2 separate regions of the Mus musculus genome follow, and region 2 is linked to region 1. Evidence: chromatin contacts called from public HiChIP or PLAC-seq data. All regions are on one chromosome and are shown on one strand. Each heading gives the region's core, a stretch centred on a gene start, on an enhancer-like site or on the middle of the called end of the contact. The rest is flanking DNA. Distances are from core to core; before and after follow the strand shown.

Evidence for each region. HiChIP or PLAC-seq counts read pairs in DNA pulled down with a chosen protein or histone mark.
Region 2: an H3K27ac HiChIP or PLAC-seq map of heart atrium shows a contact between it and region 1, with 19 times the contacts expected there. The contact joins two enhancer-like sites. A contact is called at or near these places in 9 of 39 promoter capture datasets (the C10 cell line, the HPC-7 cell line, cranial neural crest and 5 more), 2 of 15 datasets of contacts at CTCF or cohesin (CD8 T cells and the NIH/3T3 cell line), 9 of 484 Hi-C or Micro-C datasets (B cells, bone marrow-derived macrophages, double positive thymocytes and 5 more) and 4 of 115 datasets of contacts at active chromatin or transcription factors (cardiomyocytes, embryonic basal ganglia, fibro-adipogenic progenitors and 1 more).

What each region holds. Positions count from the first base shown.
Region 1 is chr15:58,583,487-58,587,218 of GRCm38.p6, reverse strand. All of the region lies in intron 18 of Fer1l6 (fer-1-like 6 (C. elegans)), which reads right to left. Among named protein-coding and RNA genes, the nearest start is that of Gm36451, 12 kb to the left of the region's middle. Within about 2 kb of position 1,593, at least 30 of the 459 cell types and tissues checked have an H3K27ac peak or open chromatin away from gene starts, as enhancers often do. A contact at or near this core is called in heart atrium, where this site is marked.
Region 2 is chr15:58,844,421-58,848,152 of GRCm38.p6, reverse strand. No RefSeq gene overlaps it. Among named protein-coding and RNA genes, the nearest start is that of Tmem65, 23 kb to the right of the region's middle. Within about 2 kb of position 2,107, at least 5 of the 459 cell types and tissues checked have an H3K27ac peak or open chromatin away from gene starts, as enhancers often do. A contact at or near this core is called in heart atrium, where this site is marked.

The DNA.
Region 1 (3,732 bases), core at 344-2,843:
GGTAAATAGACGCACCATTATCTAACGTCACAGAGCAAGAGGGGATTAGAACCAAGGAACACTCAGCTCTGAGCAGAGGCCCACTCTGATCCTCACAATTGCTGTGTGTGTCTGTGCACCTACATAGAGGCAGCATCTGGTGGATTTTTACTCTGTAGTTCCAGGGTGGAATGTGAGCTTCTACATGTTTTTCTGTTGGTGCTAAGCCTACAGACCTTAGTTTTAGGTATTTAAATTATATGGCTCACAATATACTATGTTACATTCCACCCTTAAAATTTATTTTAAAAGTTCCTTTTTCTTTAATGAAAAACAATAGAAAACATCATTCCTTCTACTGCTAGTGAAGAAACTATGAGTGTTTGTGCATGTGTGTGTGTGTACATGTGTGTATGTGCTTATGCATGTGTGTGTGAATGTGTGTTTGTGAGTGTGCTTGTGTGTATATGGGCATGTTTGTAAGTGTGAATGTGTGTGTGTGTGTGTGTGTGTGTGTGTGTGTGTGTGTGTGTGTGTGTGTGTTTGTGTGTGTGTGTGTGTGTGAATTTATAGTGAGAACCAAAAAATCAACTCACACATCCAGGTTTGATTTATTCAACCCTTTGAGACCAGAATGGAGAGCAGATAAAAACAAACAAACAAACAAACAGCCAAGAATGAAGAGGTACATAAACAGCTCTGATAGCCGACATCAAATTCTGCAGGAGATGTAATGCTCAAATCTTAGCCTTCCCTATGCCTCATCTACCTCCTCCTCCCAAAATGAACCTAACAGATAGAAGGTCTGTTAAAGTCCCTGGTAGAGTTTGGAAGTCAAATGTCCTTCCTGGACACAGCCAGTGGCACTGTTTGGGGAGGCTATAGAACCTTGGGTCTGTAGTCTAGCAGAAGGGTCTTTGAAGATGATCTCTCTTGTTTTGGCCCGTTGTCTCTGATTCTTGGCCTGTACACACAAGAAGCCTCTAGCAAAAGCTCTTGTTGCCACAGACCCAGGCTAGTGACCATTCCTTCACCCACCCCACCATGAAGACCTGTGTCACCTCACCTGTGAGTCAAAGCACATCCTTTATGCCCTGAGATGCTTCTGCAAGGCACATTCTGACAGGGCAACAGGCAGAGTGACTAATTCAATTGTACACAGATACTCTGGGGCAATAAATAACAAATATGATTTTCAAAACTGTGGGTGATTCTTGGCTGTAGATCTAGCTGTCATTTTCTGATCCGTGGGCACCGGGAAAGTCTATGACTTTCCAGCGTGACAACCACAACCTCCTACAGGTCTTTGAATGTTTAGGGGGTGCATACCCAGCAGACAGCTGTGCCACAGAATCAACTTTGAAGAATTTCTGGCGTAGAGAAAATCTACAGTCTGTGCTTCTTATTTCCACTTCTGAATTCTCCACTAGGAACTCATCATGAGACTGGGCCTTCTCCTATCGTCTTGGCTTTTTTATTTTTCAGACTTACGGTTTCAGAAAGGAGTGGGGGTGGGGTAGAGAATAAAAGGAAGTGGCAGGTGAGAGGGAGTTGAAATGGGAGTTGACAGTCAGAACAAGAAGGGAAACAGAACCGGTCTTGCTGAATCACGCTTTCCAGAAGCTTGCTCCCTCCCCGGGTGGTGACTGAATTCAAGGAGACTGAGTGATCATCCAGGGCAGTCACAGTGGCAACAGGAAAATGCAGATAAAGAAAGCCATAAACACATTGATAAAGATAACGCGCATGCTGGATACCTGTGGAAAAGCATTTCTCCGATCTAGCGGTACCTTTTCCCTAGCTTGATTTGACAGCAGCTCTTTGTTCTAATTTTGTACGGTGCCAGGATACACCAAAATATTTAGCAGAGAGTAACTTCATACCACTCTCTAGTATTTTTAGCACAGGCCCTCCGGAAACGATTTGCTATTTTTAAGACAAACCTTTCTAGTTTCTGTAGCACTCTTTGAATGGAGAAGGTAAAAGAAAGTCTCTGATATTTGGGATGAATGACTTAGGTTATATATATATATATATATATATATATATATATATATATATATATATATATATTGACTTTTTTCACTTATAGTTTCATAGGAGCAGATGTTTAAGAATTATTTTACAGACAGGACAGAAAGAAATAAGCAAAGTCACTGTGTTAGTTCCTTCTCTCGCCAATGTGCCAAATTCCCAGCAAAGGCAACTTCAAGAAAGGATTCATTTTGGCTCATGGTTTAAGGGAGCCTACCATCAACCATGGTGTGGGGGAAGTTTAGGGGTGGGGAAGTGTGGGGGTGGGGGGAGGGAGTGAGGACAAAGTGGCTGTCTATCAGGTCCACAGGAAGAAGGCAGAGGCAGATGAATGCCGGTGGTTGCTTGCCTCTTTTCCTGTCCTTCCCTCTTATTCAGTCTGAGACCCCAGGCCAAGGGATGATGCCACACATTCTCAGGGTGGGTCTCCCCATATCGGTTAAGGGTTTCTGGAAGCACACTCATGGTTAGACCCGGACTGTGCCCCAAGGTCAATTCTAAATCCAGTCAGATTAAGCCCCACAGCCACAAACAACTGAAGAGGGCTCTGCAGGGGATAGCAAGTTCTCAGAGGTGCTGGACCCACAGTTTCTTAAACACTGGTATTTACTGACTGATGATGGCGTAAGGCACAAATATGTGTTCTTTGCTTGAGTTTATTCACTTAATCCTCACAGGCATATCCATGTAGTGGAGGAAAAATAGAATAAACTTCTTCAAACGTATGAAAAATATTAAGCAGTCTCACCAAGATCACACAGCCGGTAAATATTTGCCCAGAACTCTGTTATGGATTGAATAATGTTCCTCCCAGAGTCATCTGTTTTAGATCTTAATCTTCAGTCATCAGATTGCTACCCTATTTGGAAGTGGAGTCACTGCAGATGTAATTAGTCAAATGACTAGACTGAAATAGGATGGTCCCTAAATTTAATATGACGTGCTCTTATCAAAAGAACACGTCCTTTCTTCTTCTACCTCCTTCCTTCCCTCCTCCTCTCCATCCCTCCCTCCCTTTCTTCCTCCCTCCTCCTTCCTTCTTGCCTTCCTTCCTCCTTTCTTTTCCGCACTGTGGCTTGATCCTAGAGCCTTGCATGTGTTAGGCAAGCTCATTACCAGTGAACTACATCTCTCTCTCTCTCTCTCTCTCTCTCTCTCTCTCTCTCTCTCTTCCTTTCTTTCTTTCTTTTTTTAAGAAAAAATTAAGTCAGTATCTCACTAAGTTGTTCATACTGGACTTGAACTCCATCTGTGGCCCAGGCTGATCTTGAAATGCCTCAGATTCCCAAGTATTTCCAATTAAAGATCTGTACAACCAGGGCAGGCTTGAGATTTTTAAACATATTAACTGCATGGATGAATGGAGTTCATCTAACAATATATGTTAACTCCTATGAAAGATGCTTTGGGAAAATCATATGGGGAAAAAAGTGACAGGAGGAACCAATAGGGATAATTTCCAGTCTCACTAATAATCGAAGGAGTAAAAATCTGAGCTAGCAGGTTGGTCATTCAGATTGAAAAAAATATGAAGACATAATAATTGGAATGCTAGAAGAAACCACTCAATTGGAATTTAGATCAAGAAGCCTACGGTCTCCTAGCTGCCCTCTGTTTTTGAAAAACACTGGAAAGGTTTCCAGACATGAACACACTCTAAAAATTCTAAGCCACTCGGGATAAAAAGAAATGGGTCTCCTTTTGGTCTCAGGCAGACTT
Region 2 (3,732 bases), core at 858-3,357, 260 kb before region 1:
GAAGGCTGCCCACATTATAAGTAGCAACAATGAATTGCTTACCCAAAGCTTTTCAGTGGATGTTAGTCAAGAAGGCGAGTAAGCTTCCAAACAGCCAGTGTTAAAAGATGTCAAGGTCAAAGGCAGATTAAGCAAGAGTCTTAGATATTTTTAGAAGTAGTTATAATTAAGGTTCAGCAACTCTTCATAGGTCTGGAAAATGTCATTATGTCATATGCTTAGTATCATGTAGACATTTGTTAAGAAGCTATAATCATCAAGGTTTAGGGAGGCAGACAGAGAGTGTTTTGTTGACTTCCAACTGTGAAGAGGTTGCTCTGGGGTACTGCAGAGATGGCTCAATGGTTAAGAGCACTACCTGTTCCTCCAGAGGACCTGGGTTCAAGCCCCAGCACCCGCATGGCAGCTTACAACTGTCTGTAACTCCACTGCCAGGGCTTCCGATACCCTCACAGAGACAGACATGCAGGCAAAACGCGAATGAACATAAAATAAAAATAAATTATATTAAAAAAGAAGAGGTTGCTCTGTGTTCATCGATAAACAATGTCTCAGAATTCTTAGGACACCCCTGTGGTGTAGATTTCTAAATTCCCATTTTGTAGATGGAAAAATAAGTCCCTCTAGATTATGCAGTTAGTAATTTGAAGAGATGAAGAATATCAAATCCATAAAAATATGGAGACTGACTCAGAAGACCAGTTATAGTGAATGGCAGTAACGGTGTACTAGGATGTAAATAAATATAAGACTACATGCTCCTGAGCGCTGCGGCCCAGGTAGCTGCCTTAGGCTGCCTCGCAGGGCCGGTGGGGCATGAGCAGCGGGAGCATGGCTCTAAAACGGATCCAGAAGGAACCGACTGACTTACAGAGGGATCTTCCTGCTCAGTGTTCCGCAGGACCTGTGGGTGATGACTTGTTCCACTGGCAGGCCACCATCCTGGGCCCGAATGACAGTCCTTGCCAAGGAGGTGTTTTTTTCCTGACCATCCACTTCCCTACAGATTATCCTTTCAAGCCCCCAGAGGTTGCTTTCACTACCAGAATCTATCACCCTAATATCAACAGCAATGGCAGCATTTACCTGGACACCCTGAGGTCACAGTGGTCCCCAGCACTGACTGTGTCTAAAGGTAGAGACACTGGCATGGACTGAACATGCTGGTCTCCCGGTCCCCCTTGCTGACTAGAGGACACAGAAGCTGCAGAAGAACAGACGGCTTCCCCAGATCACATAGCCCTGCCCAGTCCTGTGGCGCCCTCATCCTCCACGCTGTAAGGCGATGAGGGCATTGCGAAGCACAGTTCCTGTGTCCTAGCAATCCTCCGCCGTCAGTTGCTCTGTGAAGCTCTGAACTGTCAAATGGGTACAAGAAGATGGCATCAACTTTACTTGCATTTTTACCTAAAAGTTGGAAAGCAAATAGGAAACTTTTTTTTTCATCTGCAGACCAACGTAGACTTTCTCCTGTCTATCTGCTCTCTGCTCTGCGACCCCAACCCTGATGACCCACTCGTGCCAGAAATAGCCCACGCTTACAAGGCTGACAGAGGGAAGTATGCGCCCTCTTAGATGCATAGAGAACTTCTGAAACTGTCAGAAGTTTTTGTTTATTTATTGAAAATCTGCTTCGGTGCTAGGTATAGCTAGGTCCTGGGATGTAATGAGGTATCAGGTGGACAGAGTTTCCCACTATCAGGTAGTCATGCACTCTAGTATCTGTCTCTCAAATACATTATCACATAGTTGCACAGGGTAACATTTGATTGTGATAAATACAATGGGGAGAAATGAAACAAAGATGTGAGTCTGTAAGAATGGCGAGTGTGTGTGCGTGCATGTGTGTGTGTGTGCTGCAGAGTAAGTATTCACAGCAGTAAAACCCTAAGACAGACTACTCTCATAGACTATAACTCTTAGTCTAATTGAATGTTTTCTTTGTACATCATGGTTCTTTTTGTATAGCAATAACCCCCCCCCCCCAAGACATATTGCTTACTTAGGTAGGTAGGTAGATGATAAAGAGTGTCGACTCTGGGATCCTTAGCCCATGTTGTACTTAAAATGCCTACTGGGGTATCCAAGTTTAGAAGTGAACCAAGCTGCTAGAGACACAAATCTTTGCCAGATAGTCTGGCTGTGAATGTGAGCGGCACTGGCATGTAGGAACAGTTACAGCTAAGAAGTCACTTGAGGTGAAAGAGAGGGTCAAGTGAAACATGCACTGGGAACAGATAGGGGGTGAGGGGGGATGGTTATAAAGGACTTAGAAAAAGAAATGATAGATAAGAAGAAACTCAGGAGAATGCCTTCACAGAAGAAAAAGGTTTTATTTGTTTTAAGAACTAGGGAGTAGTTCATTGGTTCACCCTCCTTTGAGAGTGAAGAAAAATCATAAAATATAAACAAACATTGGGTTTTAGAACTAGATTAGCACCAGGCAGTGGTGGCGCACGCCTTTAATACCAGCACTTGGGAGGCAGAGGCAGGCAGATTTCTGAGTTCGAGGCCAGCCTGGTCTACAAAGTGAGTGCCAGGACAGCCAGGGCTACACAGAGAAACTCTGCCTCGAACCCCCACCCCCCCCAAAAAAAAACCAAATAGAACTAGATTAGTCAGGACTCTCCAGAGAGACAAAATCAACGGGACATGCGTGAATATTTAAGGACAAGGGCAGGGTCTATGTAGCTCAATGGTAGAGAACTGGTCTGCCATGGATGACGCTGCAGGCTCAAACACACCCTGGTCCTGCTAAATTCAAATCACAGTGCTACTCATAAAATCATCTTAAGTATTTAAGAAGGGATGTGTGATGGGGACCGGTAATGCCATTGTGGAGGCCAAGAGATTTAATAACATGCTGTCTGAAAACTGGAGAAACAGAAAAGCAAGTGATATAACTCAGCCTAGTTAAGTTGACACAGAAGATTAACCATCACAGCCACGGAGACCTCACTGTAGTCTGATAAAAGCAGCTGGGTGGAGTGGCTGGAATTAAAGTCCTACTCAGTGAGTTAGAGAATACACGGAAGACAAAGAAGTGGAAATGCTGGTTAGACAGACTGTTCTGACATAAAGCAGGAAACCGAGGCATGGCTGTTTTGGATTTGGAGGTTTGTCTTGTCTTGATGGTGGGAGACAACAGAATATGCTTTTACCCTGTGAAGGCACCAAGGGGGTACTCAGAGAAGCAAGAGAGATTCTAGGAGGTGTCAGGTAGGGAGCTGTGCACAGACAGCCTGGTCCCAGGTTGAGCACAGGCCTTGAACCCTGGTGACCCCATAGGTGGTGATTCCCACCTGTGAGGAATGGCAGATATTCAGCAATGCCCCCTGGGCCCCTGGCTCCTGTTGTAGCTACAGCCTCCCATAGTCCCCCACACCCTCCTGCAGAGTGTATGGCCATCAGTCCTGTAGGCAAACTCCTGGTGTTCTGGACTCCACCCCCACAGTTACCTGGCAACAGCCAGGTAGACCTGGCCCACTATAAAAGGGGCTGTTTGCCCCCTCCTCCCTCTCTTACTTTCCTATTCTCTTGCTCTTACTCTTGCCCTCTTGCTCCCCCTCTCTCTGCCTTCCCTTCTCTCCTCTCTTCATGTGGCCATGGGCAGCCTCTACTTCCCTACTCTCTCCCTCTCTCTGCCTTTCTACAATAAATGCCTTAAAACCATGGACTGCCTCTTCTCATCTGGATCTGCAATGCTGGAGCAATGGAGCAGGCTAACCTTCT